Regions from separate parts of the Mus musculus genome. Here all the other regions are linked to region 1. Evidence: chromatin contacts called from public HiChIP or PLAC-seq and promoter capture Hi-C data. All regions are on one chromosome and are shown on one strand. The core of a region is the stretch at or near the end of the contact, and the rest is flanking DNA. Distances in the headings are between cores, read along the strand shown. Region 1 holds the start of Prrc2a (proline-rich coiled-coil 2A). Region 2 holds the start of Pbx2 (pre B cell leukemia homeobox 2). Region 3 holds the start of Ddr1 (discoidin domain receptor family, member 1). Region 4 holds the start of Prrt1 (proline-rich transmembrane protein 1).

What was found. Promoter capture Hi-C pulls out the DNA fragments that hold promoters and counts their contacts. HiChIP or PLAC-seq counts read pairs in DNA pulled down with a chosen protein or histone mark.
Region 2: a promoter capture Hi-C map of liver shows a contact between it and region 1. The contact joins the promoter of Pbx2 here to the promoter of Prrc2a in region 1. A contact is called at or near these places in 9 of 39 promoter capture datasets (the 3T3-L1 cell line, the HPC-7 cell line, cranial neural crest and 4 more), 1 of 484 Hi-C or Micro-C datasets (myocytes), 2 of 115 datasets of contacts at active chromatin or transcription factors (memory CD8 T cells and pancreatic cancer cells) and 2 of 9 other capture datasets (embryonic stem cells and liver).
Region 3: a contact with region 1 is called in an H3K4me3 HiChIP or PLAC-seq map of embryonic forebrain, with 2.1 times the contacts expected there. The contact joins the promoter of Ddr1 here to the promoter of Prrc2a in region 1. A contact is called at or near these places in 1 of 39 promoter capture datasets (cranial neural crest) and 2 of 115 datasets of contacts at active chromatin or transcription factors (embryonic forebrain and pancreatic cancer cells).
Region 4: a promoter capture Hi-C map of liver shows a contact between it and region 1, with 4 times the contacts expected there. The contact joins the promoter of Prrt1 here to the promoter of Prrc2a in region 1. A contact is called at or near these places in 13 of 39 promoter capture datasets (the 3T3-L1 cell line, cranial neural crest, embryonic stem cells and 8 more), 1 of 484 Hi-C or Micro-C datasets (cerebellum) and 1 of 9 other capture datasets (adipose tissue).

Annotation. Positions count from the first base shown.
Region 1 is chr17:35,163,523-35,166,275 of GRCm38.p6, forward strand. It overlaps Prrc2a (proline-rich coiled-coil 2A), which reads right to left and starts at 1,355. Exons shown (of 31, transcript NM_020027.3): 1 at 1,213-1,355.
Region 2 is chr17:34,590,988-34,593,687 of GRCm38.p6, forward strand. Pbx2 (pre B cell leukemia homeobox 2) reads left to right here and starts at 1,272. Exons shown (of 9, transcript NM_017463.3): 1 at 1,272-1,787; 2 at 2,585-2,658. The coding sequence starts at 1,567. Gpsm3 (G-protein signalling modulator 3 (AGS3-like, C. elegans)) reads left to right here. Exons shown (of 4, transcript NM_134116.5): 4 at 183-767. The coding sequence ends at 320.
Region 3 is chr17:35,699,082-35,701,854 of GRCm38.p6, forward strand. Ddr1 (discoidin domain receptor family, member 1) reads right to left here and starts at 1,509. Exons shown (of 18, transcript NM_001198833.1): 1 at 1,350-1,509. It overlaps LOC115488883 (a small nuclear RNA gene), which reads right to left and starts at 228; the gene lies at 122-228.
Region 4 is chr17:34,628,234-34,631,172 of GRCm38.p6, forward strand. It overlaps Prrt1 (proline-rich transmembrane protein 1), which reads left to right and starts at 1,331. Exons shown (of 4, transcript NM_030890.2): 1 at 1,331-1,471; 2 at 2,400-2,938. The coding sequence starts at 1,453. It also overlaps a transcript of Ppt2 not described here.

The DNA.
Region 1 (2,753 bases), core at 105-2,604:
ATGCTGGGAGCTTAAGGATTTTTATGAGCTTGCTCTCAGACCAGGAGCTGGTGCCAGACTAAGCCTTACTAAACAACAGGGGCTCCACAGAACCCCTGGATGCAAAATATTCCATCTATTCCTTACATAGCCCCCACACAGGCTCTTGGAAACAATTCTGCTGGCAGAAAAAAACAAAAAAACAAAAAACTAGTGGACCCCATGTAAAACTGAGGAAAACCACAGCATGACGGAGCTACCTCGACAACACCCTGTAACCATGGGCCAGGCAGCAGAGGCCAAACCCAGAACCAACTACCATTTTTATCCTCATCCAGTCTCTTCATAAGCAGTCATTTGTTCCCCTAACAGCCCTTACTCCTCAGGCAGGAAAAACTCTACATCTGAATCCATCCTCGAGTGACCGGGCATTCATTTGTGGGTGGGAACAGTGTGAAAAAGAGATGGAAGATAGCAAGAAAGCATGCAGGCCTAGGATGAAAGCCAAAATCGGGGAGAGAACTAACTTTACCACAAGCCAGAGAAAAGAAGACAGGGGTTGCTCTCTAGGCACTTAAGGAAGGCAATCTGAAATCTACCATGAAAGGGGGAGAAAGCAGAAAAACCGTAGAGCAGACAGATTTCAACTGCTAAAGAGAGAATCAAGCAGAAAGCAGGGAGGGAAGCAGGAACGGCTGAGGAAGGCTGACAAGGGGCAGTGTCAGGGGAGCTCAGAAGAAAAGAGGGAAGAGGAGGAGATAGGGCCATGGGGGGAAAAGGGAACGCAGAGGCTTGGGGGACGCAGAAAGGCGAAGATGCTGGCCGAAAGCGGGGCTCCAGAACCAGAGTGACTCGACGCAAAGACCAAGAAAGACCGGGAGCCATAGCGCCGGGTGGCAGCAAGGGCTCCAGAAACACCAAGAGCCCCTCAAAGGGTAGGTCTACAGGCGGCGGAGGGGCCCCGGGCCGGCCGAGGGGCCGAGGGCGCGACGCGAGCAGGAACCGCGGCCTGGAGCGCGGTCGTGCCCTGAGGAGCAGGCTGCTGGGCCGCGGCCGCCCCCAGCCCTCCACAGCGGCCTGGGAGCGGCCGGCGCAGGCCGAGGGGGAGGGGCAGGCCGGCGGCAGGAGGACAAGATGGCGGCGGCTGATGGCAGCTTCTCCCCCGGCCCGCCGCCGCCGCTGCCGCCGCCCCGCGCCGGAAAGGGCGTCAGCGCCCAGCTCGCCCAGACTCACCTAGCCGGGTGCGTGGGGGTCCGGGACCCGGGCTCAAAGGCTTCCCGGGGCGGATGGCGGCGGGGCGGGGGCGGATGGCGGCGGATGGCGCCGCGCTCGGCTCCTCCCGTCTCCCTCGCTCACTCCGCGGCTGGGCTCCGACTAACGGCCCATCCGGGCAACCGCCGCCCCCGGGAACACCCCCCACCTCCCGCCTCCCTCCGCGGCTGGGCACGCCCCCTTATTTGCATAGGGGGCGGAGCCCTTACTCTCCGACCCCTCCGCTCTTCAGGGCTGTCCCTACTTTAAAAAAATAAAGGCAGTGTGTGGAGGATATTTGCATAAAGGGGAGGGACTTACAGACGCTAGGACGCCGGTTGGCTAGGGAGACGTCTTGGCGTCGGCAGTTGAGACGCGTAGACCGGGCGGAATGCGAGGCCGTTGGGGCGCAGAATTTACACGACGGATGGTGGGAGAAAAAGGATGCGCATGCGTAGTTGGTCCGCGGACGGCTGGGAGCCGAGAGACACGCAGGGAAGGGATGCTAGGCCCCGGTCACTCTCAGCGGAGAAGACGGAAAGAACTGCGACGAATGGAAGGGATTAGTTAGTCGAGGGCGGAGTTACATAGACCCTGGAAGAATTTCAGGTCTGGTGTCCATTCGTGAGAGGTAAACGCGTCAGGGAGGCGGGGCTTTCCAGTTATCAAATCACGTCATGCAAATGAAGTGGATAGGCAAGCCAATCAAAGGGTCCAGAGGAGTGTATCATTGACTTTCTTCGAGTAGGCGTTCTTCGAATGGTTCTGGGTATTTGCATAATATATGCAAACAATTTGAACAAAGGCAAGGAATGACCTACTCTTCCAAATTTTAGCAGCGACTAACTACGGCGGATATTTGACATTTAATTTTTATGCTCAATAGTTTTAAAAACTGTTTTTATAATTAATGTTCCTTCAACAATGAGTTTCAGCTTTAAAGGTCGTACTACTTCCCCTCTTTGTTTCTTAGTACTTGACTGTAGAAATCTTTGCCTCTCACCACACTTACACTTACTCAACATTTTCCTGTGAATTTTTATGTATATTGGTGGGTGCTCACTGGCCTTTACAAACCAGAGGTTGACGTCCAGAGGGCTCGCGCAAACACTTTATTTTTTGAGACATTCTTTTCATCTTTCAGTGAATCTTGATACTTGGATGGCTGAGCTCAGATTCCATATGGACTGGCCAAAGAGCTTGAGATCTTTCTATCTCTGCATCCCGGTGCTGAAGTTACAGACAGGAGTGATCTGCCCAGCCTGGACATGAGTACAGGAGGTCCAAACTTAGGTCCTCATGCTTGTTAGCAAGCATTTCATCCGCTGAGCCATTTTCCTAACTCTAGAAACATTTATTTGTTTTTATTTTATTTGTATGCATATCTACATATATGCATATGTACCAAGTGGGTTCCTGGTGCCACCTGGGTTCTTGGTTCCTGTACCAAGAGGAGTTCAGATCTCTTTGAACTGGAATTACTGGTGATTGTGAGTTCCCAGATGTAGGTGTTGGGGATCGAA
Region 2 (2,700 bases), core at 22-2,521, 570 kb before region 1:
GTCTCCTAGCTGGCCTTCTGCCTGAGCCCTAACTTCTTTGTCCCTAAGCATATGTCCTTTGGTAAGCCTCTAGTCTCCCCATCCCCATCACAGATTTCCTATCTGCCCCACACCAACCCTGGCCTCTCTTACCCAAAACCATTATGGGCTACCAATGCCCTTTTCTCCCTCCACGTTTCTAGTGCCAGCGGATTGAAGCCCAACGGTCTGACCCGCCCCTTCCCCCCGGGGGGCAGGAGCTTCTGGAGTTGCTGCTGAGAGTTCAGGGTGGAGGTCGAATGGAGGAGCAGAGATCCCGGCCTCCTACACACACCTGCTGAGACCGGAGCTCCTCACCAGTCCCTTCTCTCTGGGACTCAAAGCTGGGACACTCCCCGAAGGTCTTCAACCCTGTTTGGCAGGGGTAACCAGAGATGGAAGACCCGGCTAAAATTGCTGTATTTACCACCCACTTTCCCTGGGGACTGGACTTGGGACAAGTACTCTAACCATGAAGATAAGCAAGGTAGGGTGGACACAACTCCCGAGGACAGTTAAAGAGTCTCTATCCTGAGCTGTCAAGCTACTAAACAGGGTGTGAGGGCTGCGGCCTGCCCCTGCCTAGTGAGAAAAAAAGGGAAGAGTAAGACAATTGTCCAGCACTAGCAGTCTCAGGCCCCAAGGCAGAGGGGCCCAGAGGCGGTGAAGCGACTCTTACCCCGCCCCCACCCTGCTGCTGAGTCTGTCTGATGTTTTGGTTGTATGAATAAACATAATTCCCCTCTGGACTGAAGACTGGTATCTGGGGGTGTGTGTGGGGGGGTGCAAGGTGGGTAGGTGAGGCCTGGGGCAGCCGCTCTCAGCGATCTGGCCAGAGGCCAGCTCCCCTCCCTGGCTGGTTAATTACTGGCTCATTAAGCAGCGGCTGGAGACCTCCCTAATCATCTCCCCCAGCCCCCAGTCTCCCGGTTTTAATTAAGTCGAACAAGGAGGGGAGTCATTAGAACAAGAAATATGAACCGAGCTGTCGGAGAACATTCCAGAGGCCGGAGTCCGCACCACCCGACCATGGCCTCGGAACCCAGGTGGCCGAGACACCCACCCCAGCGCCCTTTCGGCCAGCGCCGAGGCCAACCCAGTCTCTCCCCGGCCGCCCGGCCGCTCCCCGCCTCCACCCGCCGCCGCCGCCGCCGCCTGGCCTGCGTCTCCCCGCCCCCGGCTCCTCCCCGTTCCTCCTCTCCTCCCCTCCTCTTCCTCCCGCTCCCCTCCCCCAGCCGCCTCCCTCGTTCCCCCTTCTCCCTCCTCCCTCCTCTCGCACACACACCCCCGCTTGGGCCTCCTCTCTCTCTCTCTCTCTCTCCGGCTCCATTTTCTCCGCCGCCGGGGGCCGGGGTCTCCTGTGGGGGTGCCCAGGCGGCACCCCGGGTCTCCCCTTCAGTGCCGGGGTGAACCCCCGAGGGGAGCCGGGAGGCGGGTTGCCGGGCGGGGTTGGGGCGGAGGGAGCAGCGGCCCCAGCGAGTTTGGGGGGGAAGTCACCCGGCGGGGGGAGGGGCGAGCAGGGAGGGGGCCTCAGGCCCCCCCCCAGCTATGGACGAGCGGCTGCTGGGGCCGCCTCCTCCGGGCGGGGGCCGTGGGGGTCTGGGGCTGGTAGGTGCGGAGCCCGGGGGCCCTGGCGAGCCTCCCGGTGGCGGAGACCCCGGTGGGGGAAGTGGGGGGGTCCCGGGAGGCCGAGGGAAGCAAGACATCGGGGACATTCTGCAACAGATAATGACCATCACGGACCAGAGCCTGGACGAGGCCCAGGCCAAGTGAGTGCCCCCACCCCGGGACCCCGCTCACAGCTCTGAGTCCTCTGCAAGCCCCCCTCCCCCAGGGCCCTCTCTGGATCTTGCAACTCTTTTCTTTCCTTAGTTCTAGTGTTCTCTCAAAGCTTGCTTTGCCCCTAGGCCCTAAAGCCTCCTCCACAGAGCGAACCCCAGGTGGTCTCACTCCCTCCTAACCTTTTGCTGACCCCTACAGTCAACTCTGGCCCATCTCTTGGCTCCCAGACTTAGAAACTGTTCTCAGCCAAAGCTGTCTTCCCTAACTATCCGGCTAGCCCACCCCATTCTCCGCGTACGGATCCAGGATCTCCACACATTCCCTTCCACGGAGGTCGGGGCCTCCAAGAGTCCTCAACAGCCTTCCCCCTGCTCAGCCCACACATTCTGTACTGAACTCCCAGGTAGCAGGGCACCCCCCCCCCCACCTTTCTCAGGCCCCCTACCGCCTCACACTGACAGCCTCCGGTTCTCTACTCCACAACCTACCTAGTCACCTTTATTTCTTCAGTCATCTCTAGATCCTTGCTCCATCTTTTTGCTTGAACCATCCCTCTTAGCCTCAGCCCGCCCATAGTGACTTTAGCCCCACTGCCTGCATCTTCTGCTTCCTGTGACCCTGCCGCTTCCCGAAGCTATGGCAGCTGATCTCAACTATCCCTCGGACTCCACTCTACCCCGATTCCCACTTAACCCCCTCGCAGATTATGCCCCCACCTTGCACCCTGGCACCCCTCTCGTCTTTCTCCTGCCTGAACCCTTTCTCTCCTCCCGTTCCTCCTAAGGAAACATGCCCTAAACTGTCACCGAATGAAACCTGCCCTGTTTAGTGTCCTGTGTGAAATCAAGGAGAAAACTGGTACGTAGGTGCCCCTCTGATGCTCACTTCTGGGAGCAAGAC
Region 3 (2,773 bases), core at 259-2,758, 540 kb after region 1:
CCTCCCAAGTGCTGGGATTAAAGGCGTGCACCACCACGCCTGTCTAATTTTATTAAGTATTACCTGGACCTCAAGTAGCTTTAAAGACAACTCCTCCATTAAATTCCATCTTCCATCATTTAAAAATTAAGGACCGTTCATGAATTTCCGTGTCATGCTTGTATAGGGGCCGCATTAGTCTTCTCTGTATCTTTCCAATTTTAGTATATGTGTTGCCGAAGCCAGCACCACTCCACACAGATCTTGACATCTTCTGTGTGTGCGTTTGATTTCTTTGTGTTGCTTTGGGGCGGGGAGAAGGACTGGTTAGTTGCTTGGGTTTTGTTGTCTCACTGTGTAGCCCTGGCTAGCCTGGAACTCAGAGAGATTCTCCTGCCTCTGCCACTCGAGTGCTGGAACTAAAGACCTGTACTCCTAACAGCAAGATAGTTGGTTGGGGTTTTTGTTTGTTTGTTTTGTTTTGTTTGAGACAAGGTCTCAAGTTCAACTACGATGCCAAGGAAGGCTGACCTTCAGTTCTTTATCACCAGAGGCTAATTACAGGTGTGTGCCACAAACCCCGAGGTAATCTATAAAGTCAGATCTCACCATTTAGCGAATACTAAACGGCAGACACAAGCTCCTATAATCAGAAGACAAAGTGAGCCACACGCAGGCCCTGAGGTACAGGATCCTCAGAGAACGGAGCCACCCACCCCCAAACATCCAGAGTGACTGAGCCAGAGGGAAGCCAAGAGCAGGCAGGAACAGGTGGGACTCAGGTGGGAAGAACAGCAAGAAAAACAAGGACCATCTCTCCCTGTTCTCAAGCATTCTACTGTGTGTGACCTGTCCCTACAGTGAGTGCCACACGAGTCTGGACACACCTCCATCCTTCTCAGCCACTCAGTTGTAGGCCAGCCGGGCGGTGGCTGGGAGAGGGGGTGCTGAAAAGAATTGCCTGGCCAGAAAGGGAGCCTGGGAGCGTTGCTCATTGGGCGGTGACCTCGTCTCTTGGCACAACCCGGCAACCACGGAGCGTGGCTGGTCTGGTAGGTTGGGCGTCAGGCTGGCTCCCTCTGGCCTGGGCAGCTTAACCGAGCATGTCCGTAAGCATGGCACCGGAGGTTGAGGGGTAGGCACCGATAGGATGACTCAGTGGGCTACATATGCGCGCACCTGTCCTCTTGGAGTTAGGTTCTCCCCTCACCCAAGAAAAGAGAGGTCCTCGCTCTCTTTTCGGAATAGTTTCTCGGAAAGTCAGGACCCTCTGCTTTGGATGGAGAGTCAAAATCCCGGGGCAGCAAACATAACTGGGGTTCCCCAACCCGCTCCCCTTGCCTCTTGCTCGTCCCCGCCTCAGTCCCTACCTCTCATGGCTCTCCGGGGCGGACCCGGGCGTCAGGCCCCGGCTTGGGGCCTCCTCGGCGGCGGGGCGCGGGAGGGGAGCGCAGGCGCCGGCGGGGCTCGGGTGTCGGGAGGCGGCTCCCGCGAGCAGCTGTCGGGGGCCTGTTCCGGGGAGAGGAGCCAGCGCGGGGCCGGATCGCGCCCAGGCGCCGCCTCCCCGCGCCCGTCCCCCGCCGGTACTCCCGCCCCGGCGCCCGCGCTCCCACGCCCGGCGCCGCCCCTCGCTCCTCTCCTAGTGCGGTACCCGCCCTGCAAGTGCTCCCCAGCGCGTAGCCTCCACTAGGTGATCCGCACGCCCATCCCCCGCCACCCCGATGCTGGGGTACAGCAGCACCATCAGGGGCCCGCTAAGCCCCCTAGGGACCCCGCGCGGTGGCTCGGGGGTGGGGAGAGTTGGCGCCGTCCCTCCTCCCCTTTTTCTGGGCTCGGTTCCTGGAGAGAGGGAGAGAAGCACGGAGAAGCGGCCCCAGGGCACGCAGGAAGGAACGGGTTCCCACAGGCCCAGCACCGGAGCGAGAGCTGCAGCCCGGCTGGGGGAAGGGAGCCGGGCTCACCTGTCTAGCCAGACCCTCTAGGTTCACACTCCACCCCATTTGTCACCATTTGGCACACACCCCTCCTCCGGATCCCAACCTAAATCACTCCCCCCATCCCCGCGCGCCCCAAGTCTGAGAGCCGGTCACACTCTTTTAGTCTCAACTTTTTTCTGTTCCCTTCTTCCAGAACCTCTCCCCAGCTTGGCAGCTCCCTCCTGTCTTCTCAGGATCCCTGAGATTCAAACCCCCAAGCTCCGGATCCCCCTGGGATCCCTGCTTCATCCAGGCTAACTCTGCAGTCTTTCTCAGGCAAGCCTCCCTCAGTCCCAGTCAGTCAGCTCGGTCCCTGGTGGAAGCCGCAGAGTCTGGCTTCTGGCAAGGAGAAGGGCAAAATGGAGCCAAGACGAGGTGGGGGTGGGGGAGGAAGATAGATAGGCGCCCTGAAAAATAAAGACACTGCCCAAAGCACAGGAACGCATGACCCAGGGATACAAGGAGACAATGAACGGAGAGAGCTGCTGAGCCATGGACCGGAGAGATAGAGGCAGGGAGGACAACAGAGCTAGTGTGGGAGTGTGGGAGGTGTTCCGTCCCATTCAGCACCACCTGTCATTCCTACCTCTCTCCAACGCCACCCCCCCCCCCATACCTGCCAAGTCCCCGGATAATGTCAGGTCACAGTAAAGTCTCCGGTCTCACCACCCGGTTACAAACACATCCCAACTGACTCAAAACTCACACCCAAAAAGCATTTCCAAAGAGTCTCAAGAAAGACACGAAGTCCAAACAAACCAAGACAAGTACACACAAAAAACCTACCAGGAAGATAAGCTGCCCCTAGGGAGAAGCCA
Region 4 (2,939 bases), core at 81-2,580, 540 kb before region 1:
CGGGCGCTGGCACCACTCGGCCTACCCGTGACCCCTACGGCGCGCCGGAGTGCCAGGGAATAGCCTTTATCCGTCAGTGCTTTTACTTAGCAATTAAATAAGTTTGCAGGGTTTCTGAGCTTCAAGGCCTGTACTCAGGGACTTTGTTTAATCTGAACTTAATAAAACCAGAAGCGTGTATTGAAGATGGTGTGGGAGGGATGGGTCCAAGGTTCCCTCTGATCCATGCACGGTTGAAAAACCAGAACCACCGGTATGAGGCCGTGGGTAAAAATTTCTCAGACCTGGAACGGGCTCAAGCCAGGGCTTTGGAGACTGCTCTCCAGGACGCCACCAGAGGGGCTTTGTCCTAGAGCAACTGTCTCTGGAGAGAGTTGGAAAATCCTAAAGGGGTGTTTCTGATTCTCCTGCTAGGTTTCTGCAAAAAAGGCTCAACTGGTGTAACCTCTGTAGAGGGCCTATCCTTACCCCACCTCCCCACCCACGCCCTTACAAGACACAAAAAGCAAATAAAAAGAGTGGAAGTCACCGCTGTGTCTTGGGTTGACTCCGGGGGTGGATCTGCGTCTTGGGGCAGGAGGAGGGGGGAGAGAGGGAGTGCTTTAAGGAGAGGTTGTGACTGCTGACTGGACCAAGAACTCTTCAGCCCCCAACAAGCACGCTTTTCCAAACCTGCCTGTCACAAACAAGCAATTAGAGCTTGCTTCCCTCTGATGAAGCATTTCAGCTTCTTATAACCCTAGAGAAAGAAGGTACCTGTGTACCCCCACAGGCGCTTTCTTTTTCTCCTTTTCTTTAGCCACAGTCAGCATCTTACCTCTATTGTCAGGCTGTATATGGGGGAGGGGGGGTCTGAACCTCTTGGTTCCACTCTTTGTACAGTTCTGTCTCACACCTGGAGAAACCTAGAACTATCTTGCAGGATGTTCTGAGGGAAACTGAGGGAGCAACCCCATGGATGAGCAGGGACTGCTTGAACGGGGTCTGGAGATAAGTGTGGTAAATCCATTGAGCTGGCTTCTTCTCACAATATAATCACTACAGCGAGTCTTTGCGGGAGAGGCTCTAGAGATTTCTCCCTCCCTCCCTCCTTCTCTTAGTCCCACCCGCCTTGCCTGGTCTTGCCTCCCGGTTTCCATGACAACTCCAAGGGAGCTAAACTGGGGGCTTGACTGCCAGGGTGAGAGGAGGAAAGAGGTGGTCCAGAAGCAGAGAGAAACCGAGTTTTTCGGGGGGAGACTTCTGAAGCTCTCCCCCATCCCTGCCTCGGTCCCTTTAAGCTCCCCCCCAGCCACCCCCCCCCCCCAACACACACTGTCTTCATCTCTCCATTTCCGCGCTGCTGCTGCTACCGCCGCTGCGCCATCCCGGACTGAGACACTAAGACTCCTGCGCCAGCAGTCAGGGGGCCCTGACTCCAGCTTCAGAGACCCTGTCCCAACGATTGCAAACATGTCGTCAGAAAAGTCAGGTAAAAAAAAAACTATATATATATATATCCCTCCCCCAACCCCCTCTGTCATCTCCTACCTAACCTCCACTTGCCCTAATCCCCTTCTTTGACCCCCTCTGGGATGTTGTGTGGCTCAGTTCCATTCCTTCTCTCCATGCATACCCCACCCCCTCCCCTTTCTATATCCCATCCTTCTCTTCCTTCGGGTCAGTCTGCCTCTGTCCCTTGGTCCCTTGTCAACAACATGGGGGGGGGGTGCAGTTTTGAAATGGAAAGGGAGGCAGAGCCAGGTTCTGCAGGGACATCATCCCTGGGAGTGACAGATGGACAGTCACCGGTTCAGTGGCATGGAGACACCCAGTGGAAAAATAACGGAGACTTAATCAGACTGGGTTGTTGGGAAAGTAATATCTAGAAGACAATTTTTTTTCTTCTTTGAGATGAGATTCCCCTCTGTAGCCCAGGCTGGTCTTGAACTTCCCAGTTCTTCACCCTTCCCCGGCTGCTTCACAAGTACAAGGATTACAGGCATGAACCACTATGCCTAGTCCCAGAAGCTTTGTCATGGACCTTAACGGAGGCCCATGAGATTCCCAGGTAACTCCACCTGAAGCAAAGTGGAAATGTTAAACTGAGCGTGCATGACCCCTGTGACACGACCACATGTGCAGGAAGAGGGGACAGCTGGCTCAGAGACAACCCTGAATGAGGGTTGTGGTTGACAGCAGCGGAGCCTGGGAGGAGCTGTGACAGTTGTGACGGCAAAACTAGATTGGGGCCAGGTGGCCTACATACAACCCCTTCCCTGACCCCAAAATGGGAGATGTCGTCTCGGCTGTATCTCCCTCGCTCTTTCTCCATCTCTTGCTGTCTCATGTCTCTTACCCTTCTGATCTCTGCTGTCTTCTCTCTCCCCTTATCCTCTCCTCGGCTTTTCCATGGCCAGGCCTTCCAGACTCGGTTCCCCACACTTCACCGCCGCCCTACAATGCCCCCCAGCCACCGGCCGAGCCCCCCATCCCGCCCCCACAAACGGCCCCATCCTCACATCACCACCACCACCACCATTACCACCAGTCTGGCACCGCCACCCTCCCGCGCTTAGGAGCAGGTGGCCTGGCCTCTGCTGCGGCCAGTGCTCAACGCGGTCCTTCGTCTTCCGCCACGCTACCGCGGCCCCCCCACCATGCCCCGCCCGGCCCCGCCGCTGGGGCTCCCCCACCCGGCTGTGCTACCTTACCCCGCATGCCACCCGACCCTTATCTGCAGGAGACTCGCTTCGAGGGTCCACTTCCCCCACCACCGCCTGCGGCCGCCGCCCCGCCCCCACCAGCGCCTGCCCCGACGGCCCAAGCCCCGGGCTTCGTGGTTCCCACGCACGCGGGGGCGGTGGGCACGTTGCCGCTGGGGGGCTACGTGGCGCCGGGCTACCCGCTGCAGCTGCAGCCGTGCACTGCTTATGTCCCTGTGTATCCGGTGGGCACGG